Regions from separate parts of the Mus musculus genome. Here region 1 is linked to region 2. Evidence: chromatin contacts called from public Hi-C data. All regions are on one chromosome and are shown on one strand. Each heading gives the region's core, a stretch centred on a gene start, on an enhancer-like site or on the middle of the called end of the contact. The rest is flanking DNA. Distances are from core to core; before and after follow the strand shown.

Region 1 (3,244 bases), core at 648-3,147, 98 kb after region 2:
TTCTCTCTCACACCTGTGGGTTTGTCCGCTCTGAGGGTGACAGTCACTGTACTCCTGGCAGCTCCCCCCCCCCCCCCCCCGCCAGGGAAGAGGGTCCAAGGGCAGGAACAGTTCTCCCTCAGTGGAAGCAGTCGGAGGCTAGGGGCTTGGCTCACACTGGCTCAACCCACCAGAGGATTTTGAGTTACATTTTCATTACTTCCTGTTTTGTTTTGTTTTCTACTCCATGGACCCAACTCCTTGAGAGCAGAACTAGTCCCTAACTCCACTGGGAATGGTGGTTGGGTGATGCACACAATGCACAGTACTTGGGAGATGAGGGCAGAAGGAGTAGGATCAAAGTCATTGTCAGCTAGAGTGGGCTCAAGGCTAGCTTGGCTCTCTTATGCTCAGGAACATTGATGGAAACCACATGCCTGTTTCAGACCATCACAGACCCCTCCCAGGGACCACAGCCTATCCTGCATGTTCTTGGTTGAATCTCAGCAGCTTTGAGGACTGGGAATGAATCATAGGATTTGGGTTTTCCAGGGGTCGTCCTCAGGATCGGCCTGGAGCTGTGGGGTCCTGGGCAGCATGACCATGGGCATGGGCTTGTGTGAGGCTTCTTCTGTAGAGGACACATGTGTAGGAGTGCATGCTGTCTGCAGGTGTCTAGGCTCTAACCTGTCCTGGCATAGGGCTTCCCTGCAAAAAGTGGTACCCAGCAGCTTGCATATGTGTTTCCCAAAATGGCAGGCTGAGGGGCACAGAGCTAACTTGCTGTTGGCCTGTGGTGGGCAGGGTGTGTGGGGTGTTCTACCTAAGCCACTTGGATGTGCTATTAACCGGGGTTCTTCCTGCAACAGAGGTAGCAGGTGGCCCCTGGGTTCTTGACGTTTCATTTAGAGAAGTTTGGAGCAACATGTAAATAGTGAGAAAATGTACATATGTTTCTAGGCCTTGAACTTCTCTGGAAGCCCCAGGCCTCTTCTGAGATCCCTAAGTCAAGCTGTTCTCTTGAGAGTTTCTGAAGGTCACATGGTTTCTGCAGGGTAGCCCGGAGCCATTACAAAGCTCTTTGTGCACAAACAGAACTGTCCTGATGTGGGCAGGGCAGTCCCTCCTCTGGGGGCGGTGAGTTGGGCTCACAGGAGGTCTGGGGGCCTGAAATTGAGTCTGCTGATTCTTCAATCCTGCAGAGTTCTGGTGTACGGGCGAGCAAGGGCGCCCTCTTGTGGCTGCATCCCAACTCCAATGATTAAGAGCCAAGATGGATTTGGGCAGGTAGGTTTAGGGGAAAGGTGTTTTCAGTGGTGTGGGAGGTTTTGAAACGTCACATTGTGACCCAGAGGGGCTTGGGAACCGGTTTAGTGTGAGCTGGGGACAGAAGTCTGTGGGGGACAGTTGGAGGTTAAATGAGATGGTTCTTGAGGGAACCCACAGTGCTGACTTGGAGCAAACAAACAGTCCATACTTAAACCATATGTCTGGACCCATAGTCACCTTAAGGCCAACTTCTCTGCTCCGCCTAGGACTAACGGATATCTACATGTGAGAGTCTTCCTGGTATACAACCACTTGTGAGGGCACAGGGGTTTCCTGGTCCGTGAGCAACATTCTCCACCAAGAAAATTGAGGAGATGCAGATTCACCAGGGCCTCCCAGCAGCCCCGTGCTTCAAGTTCTGTGCTAGGGGCTCAACCTATTTCCCAGAGATGGGCAGAGAGGGTCCTGGCTTACCAAGGGTCATATAAAGATTAAAATTCTATGAGGGTGGCCAAAGCCAGGAGAATAAGGAAGGCCACAGACTGGCAGAAAATAATTGCAAATGACATAGCTGATAAAGGACTATTGTCCAAGGCATACAAAGGACTCTTAAAATGTAACAATAGAAAATGACACAATTACAAGGCAGGCAAAAAGCTGAGCAGACACCTCAGCAAGCATGCCTGCAGATGGCTGATATGCATGTGAAAAGATATCCTGTTTCTGTCATCAGGGAATTGCCAGCGAGACCCAGCTGCTGCAGTCCTCTCACTGAGATCTCCCCTTCCCTTCCAGTTCTCCTTCATCAACAGCCACCCAAGAACATTAAAGAGAAAGTTCCAGAAACAAATAATCCAGGGATTGGTGCAATGGCTCAGTGAGTAAAGGTACTAGGTAGAAGGAAAGAACTGTGTGGGTTAACCTCCGACCCACACAGGTGGCACACATTTACCCACAGCGTGCATGCACACACAGGAATGATAAGATGTTGAGATGGCTCAGTAGGTAAGAGCGCTTGCTGCACTTGAAAAGGCCTTTCAGGTGGAGAGAATCTGGAGGTGCTCCCATCATTTGAAGAGGAGCTTAGAGTGCCCCCTTACAAGTGAAGATGGTTCAGTTCCCAGTGCCCACATAGTAGCTCACAACTCTGGTTCCAGGGGGTTTTCTGGCTTCCACAGGCACCAGGCACACATGTGGTGAACAGACATACGTGTAAGCAAAACACTCATACCCATAAAATGAAAATTAATTTAAGAAAATAAAAAATTTAAAAGAGGTAATTCCTAGTTTTCTGGCTCTGACCTCTTCCAAATAGAGTGACATAATGCCATTCTTCCACACTCAGTCATGTTTGGAGTATCAGTTGCCATGACAGCCAAGCAGGTATCATTTGACGTTTTGGTTGTGGAATCTACAGTCTCATTCCAGTCCTGGCATTCAAATGGTTGTGTTTGTTGTTCACTCTCTAATTGTTTTAAGATAGTCTTCTGTGGCTCAGGCTGACCTTGAACTCACTGGGTAGCTGAGACTCCTGCCTCCACTTCTGAAGCACTAGGGTTATAGGCACGGCCACCATACTCAGCAAAGTGGCCTTTGCTTTTCTTAGATAGCTCCAGAGGGCAAGGGTAGTGATGCTGGGAACCCAGATGGGCTGAAGAGAAGCCAGGAGTGCACCCCTCAGTGTGAAGAGGGGTTGGAAGTACTCCCCTGTGGTGCTTTAATGGGAAATGCACCTATAGGCTCAAATATTTAAACACTTGGTCCCTAGCTGGTGACTCTGTTTGGCGGAGGTATCTATGTGTGGTCTAGTGGGAGTAACTATGGGAGGATCTACACTGAGGGGGGAGGATCTACACGGAGGGGGGAGTAGCTACACTGAGGGGGAGGATCTACACTGAGGGGGGAGGAGCTACACTGAGGGGGGAGGAGCTACACTGAGGGGGAGGCTTGAGAGCACTCAGCCTCTCCCAGCTTGAAAGCACTCCTCCTTTCTCTG
Region 2 (3,497 bases), core at 705-3,204:
GGGAAATTAGAGTCTGAAATCATACCTGGATTTGAAGTCAGGTTTTTGTCCCCCCGCCCCCCCCCCCCCGAGACAGGGTTTCTCTGTGTAGCCCTGACTGTCCTGGAACTCACTCTGTAGACCAGGCTGGCCTTGAACTCAGAAATCTGCTTGCCTCTGCCTCCCAAGTGCTATGATTAAAGGCATGTGCTACCGCCACCCAGTTTGAATTCAGTTTTTAACCACTGTGAGCAAATGCCATCACTGTCTGGGCCTCAGTCCCCACTTCACCCCAACTCCAGACCTCACCAATGTAGGTGTGTTAGCATCTTCATTTCCAGGTGTGACTTGATGGTAGAAACCAGGCAGGCAAAGCTTCAGCCTAGGTCCCTCACCCCAGGTGCCGCTGCCACCCCACTCAGAGTCCACCATTCACACCACTTGTCCCAAGACAGTAGCTTGTCCCAAGGCAGCGGCTCCCTTTCAGAAGCAGGTGAGCAACGGATGTGTATGACAGGTAGGTGGCAGCAGGCTCAAGTCCTTCAGGCAAGTGAGAGAACACTTGGTGCCTCAGTTTTCCCATTTGTAAAATGGGGTCATGTAAGTGCTAGGTTGACGGGTGAGCAAACCCATTTGGGCACCAAAACTGCATTGGACACCAGCTCTTACTGTCACCGACAGCCTAGGTCACTGACAGTAAATTGCTGGCCCTTGCTCCTCTCAGTACAGAGATGCCAGGCCCTGTGCTGGGTGCTGGGCCATAGACTGCATCTATCTTCCCACTATGGTCTGTATTTCTTGAGGGCAGGGCTCTAGCTGCTGCATTTCCAAAGCAACTCAAGGATAGGGCAAGGGTCAGGACAAGACCCTAAACCTCTATGCTAGTTAGTTTTTGTCAACTTGGTTCAAACTAAAGTCACTCGGGAAGATGGCGCTCAACTGAGGAGTCTTCCCCATCAGACTGATCTGTAGACGAATCTCTGGGGCCTATAGGTGTGGGCGGGCCCAGCTTACTGTGTGTGGCGCCCCTCCTGGGCGGATGGGCGTACACCATATGAGAAAGCAGGCTGAGAAAGCCAGTCAGCAACACTCCTCCGTGGTCTTTGCTTCAGTTCTTGCCTCGAGTGTCTGTCCCGACTTCCCTCGGTGATGGGCTGTGGCCTGTAAGCTGAAATAAACCTTCTCTTCCTCAGGTTGTTTTATCGTAGTGACAGAAAGCAAATGAGGACAATCTGCAGATGGGGACCTGAGACCCAGAGAGACAGGGAGCCTTGCCCCAAGCAGGCACTAGAAACCCAACAGGAGACTGATTCAGGGAGGCAGAGGCTGGGCTTTCCCTCATGGCCACCTGGGCACACCACACTGCAAGGACTCGGTTCTTACTGTATGGACCAAGAATATCCTGTTTGGAGTGGGAGGGCCATCCTTATAGCTAGCACTGCCTGGAAATCTTCACAAATGCAGTGGTCTGGCTTTGAGGCACCCCTGATGTCAGGGGCCTTTATTCCTATGCCTGCTCAGTGGTAGGCTCTGACCCACTGATGGGTTTCTGGCCAGAGCGGAAGAGCCCAGGTGTCTTAGAGCTGCTATGCTTGCTCTACCTCAGAGTTCCCCTGGAGAACATAGACTCCCCATGCCACGATAAGTATGTCAGTGGAAGATGTGGGCCTTTGGACCAATCTGGCTAAGCAGCTTCCAAAGCCTTTCCGGCCCCTTCACAATTGTGACTCTGCTGTCCTCAGGCTATGGTGAGGGGCCCATGGCCAGGGGGCTCACACTGGGCAGAGGGGAATGGGCAGGGCCCAATCAGAGGCCGATCCCCTCCATTCTCCAGCCAAGACACAGCCTGTTGGTCTGTCTGTTGTCTCCGTAACTGATATGCAGGCAGCCAGACACAGTTATGGCGTGTGTCTGCAAGGCTATTTTGTCTAATATGCTAAACGCCTTTGGAAATTCTCAGAGCCCATCTGGTCCTAGTTACACCACAGTATTGCTGTCTCTTCAGCTCTCAGACAAGGACCACTTTTATTTCTTCCTCCGTAGCTTAGGAATGTACTTAAACACAAGCCGGCAGCCGCCCAATCTGCTCCCCAGTTGCTTGATCGTGGTTACGCCCATCATTGTCTTAAAGGAACTCTGCTTCCCCACCCCCAAGGCCCCAGAACCCCAAGAGTGCCTAGGGAGGGCAGATGCTTCAAAGGTGGCCCCTTTGGCTCAGGGGTGCTCCAGATCTTTGCCCAGTTTCTCAGTGGGTATAATAAGGTTGAACAGGTTGCTTGGCTGGTCCAAGCCTGATCAGGAAAAGCCACCTAAGAGATGCTAAGCTAATGATTATTCCTTATGCAGCCACCCAAGAACCAGAGGTGAGTGCCAAACCTGGGCTCCATATCTAAAGCATCTAGAGGGGCCAGAGGGCTATACCTACGCTGCTCCTTAGCTGGGGTGTGTGTTTGTTCCTGCCTAGGAATTCTCGTCCCTTTGGGTCCCTTGGGAGTCCAGCTGGTCACAAGGTCCAGAGGCTGGGGAGCTATTCCATGATGTCTCTCCTCCAGGCTGACTGACCCTTGGCTGCTGGCCTGGGCAGTTGTCTGGGGCCAGCTGGCACCTTGTCCCTTCTTTGAGGAAGTTTCTCTCTGGAGTCCCAGTTTGGTCCCAGCCCCAGCCACTCCTGCTGTCACAGAAGCATGGTGTAGTTCAAGACTGGTCTGATGTGGCTGGACACTTGTTTTATGGATTGTGAGCTCAGTGGTTTGAGTAATTCCCTGTGGACGCTTTAAGAGCTGGTGGCCAGTCCTGCACGTTCCCCCCGCACAGTGCTGGGAACACAATTCAGGCAGCAGTGCTGGGCACTGTGGGTTTCTGAGCTCCCAGGATGAGGAAGCCTTCCACCTGAGTCCAGTTTGAATCCAGGGACAGGAAAGGAACTTGTTACATAGCATAATCTTGCCCAGTGTGACTGATACATGCTCCTTGATTACAGTTTAGAGATACATGGACTGGACCAGAGTCCTTATAAATCTTCATTTCTGGATGGGAGAAGGGACCTTGACTATAGAGTTACTACATTTAGAACAACCACAGTTCCTTCCACGGAGAGAAAGTCTGTCTTTGGTATGAAAGGCAAGGAGAAAAGGGACCCTGGTGGTGTCAAGATCAGCTGCTATGAACAGCTGCATGGGTTACACACTGCACAACTCTAGAAACTGATATTACCCAGGAGGCATAGTAGATTCGTGACTAGCACAGCGTTCCAGGAGAGGTTAGGTAAGTGTCTTAAGGAAGCCCTCACTACCTGGCCCAAAACTGCTGTGCAGGCTGACAGCCATGCCGGTGCAGCCTGCAGATTCAATCATTGTATGGTCCCCAGAGCTCCCTAGCTTGATAAGTACTTGCCAGGGTTTATTGGAGTGATAAACACCCTCTGCTGTTAACTCTGCTCACAGTGGAGATGTTGACCTTCCAGTCACCCCAGGTGCTTCCCGCTGGAGCTCTGTTTTCCAGTGCAATGGAAATGCAAC

Evidence for each region. A called contact is a pair of places that touch in the nucleus more often than the background predicts.
Region 1: a contact with region 2 is called in a Hi-C map of cortical neurons, with 5 times the contacts expected there. The contact joins two enhancer-like sites. A contact is called at or near these places in 8 of 15 datasets of contacts at CTCF or cohesin (CD8 T cells, the G1E-ER4 cell line, the NIH/3T3 cell line and 4 more), 114 of 484 Hi-C or Micro-C datasets (3T3-L1-derived adipocytes, the AML12 cell line, B cells and 65 more), 29 of 115 datasets of contacts at active chromatin or transcription factors (the NIH/3T3 cell line, PVALB interneurons, the SCID.adh cell line and 20 more) and 3 of 9 other capture datasets (adipose tissue, liver and pancreatic islet).

Annotation. Positions count from the first base shown.
Region 1 is chr6:91,276,559-91,279,802 of GRCm38.p6, forward strand. No RefSeq gene overlaps it. Among named protein-coding and RNA genes, the nearest start is that of Fbln2, 65 kb to the left of the region's middle. Within about 2 kb of position 1,898, at least 21 of the 459 cell types and tissues checked have an H3K27ac peak or open chromatin away from gene starts, as enhancers often do. A contact at or near this core is called in cortical neurons, where this site is marked.
Region 2 is chr6:91,178,992-91,182,488 of GRCm38.p6, forward strand. No RefSeq gene overlaps it. Among named protein-coding and RNA genes, the nearest start is that of Hdac11, 24 kb to the left of the region's middle. Within about 2 kb of position 1,955, at least 46 of the 459 cell types and tissues checked have an H3K27ac peak or open chromatin away from gene starts, as enhancers often do. A contact at or near this core is called in cortical neurons, where this site is marked.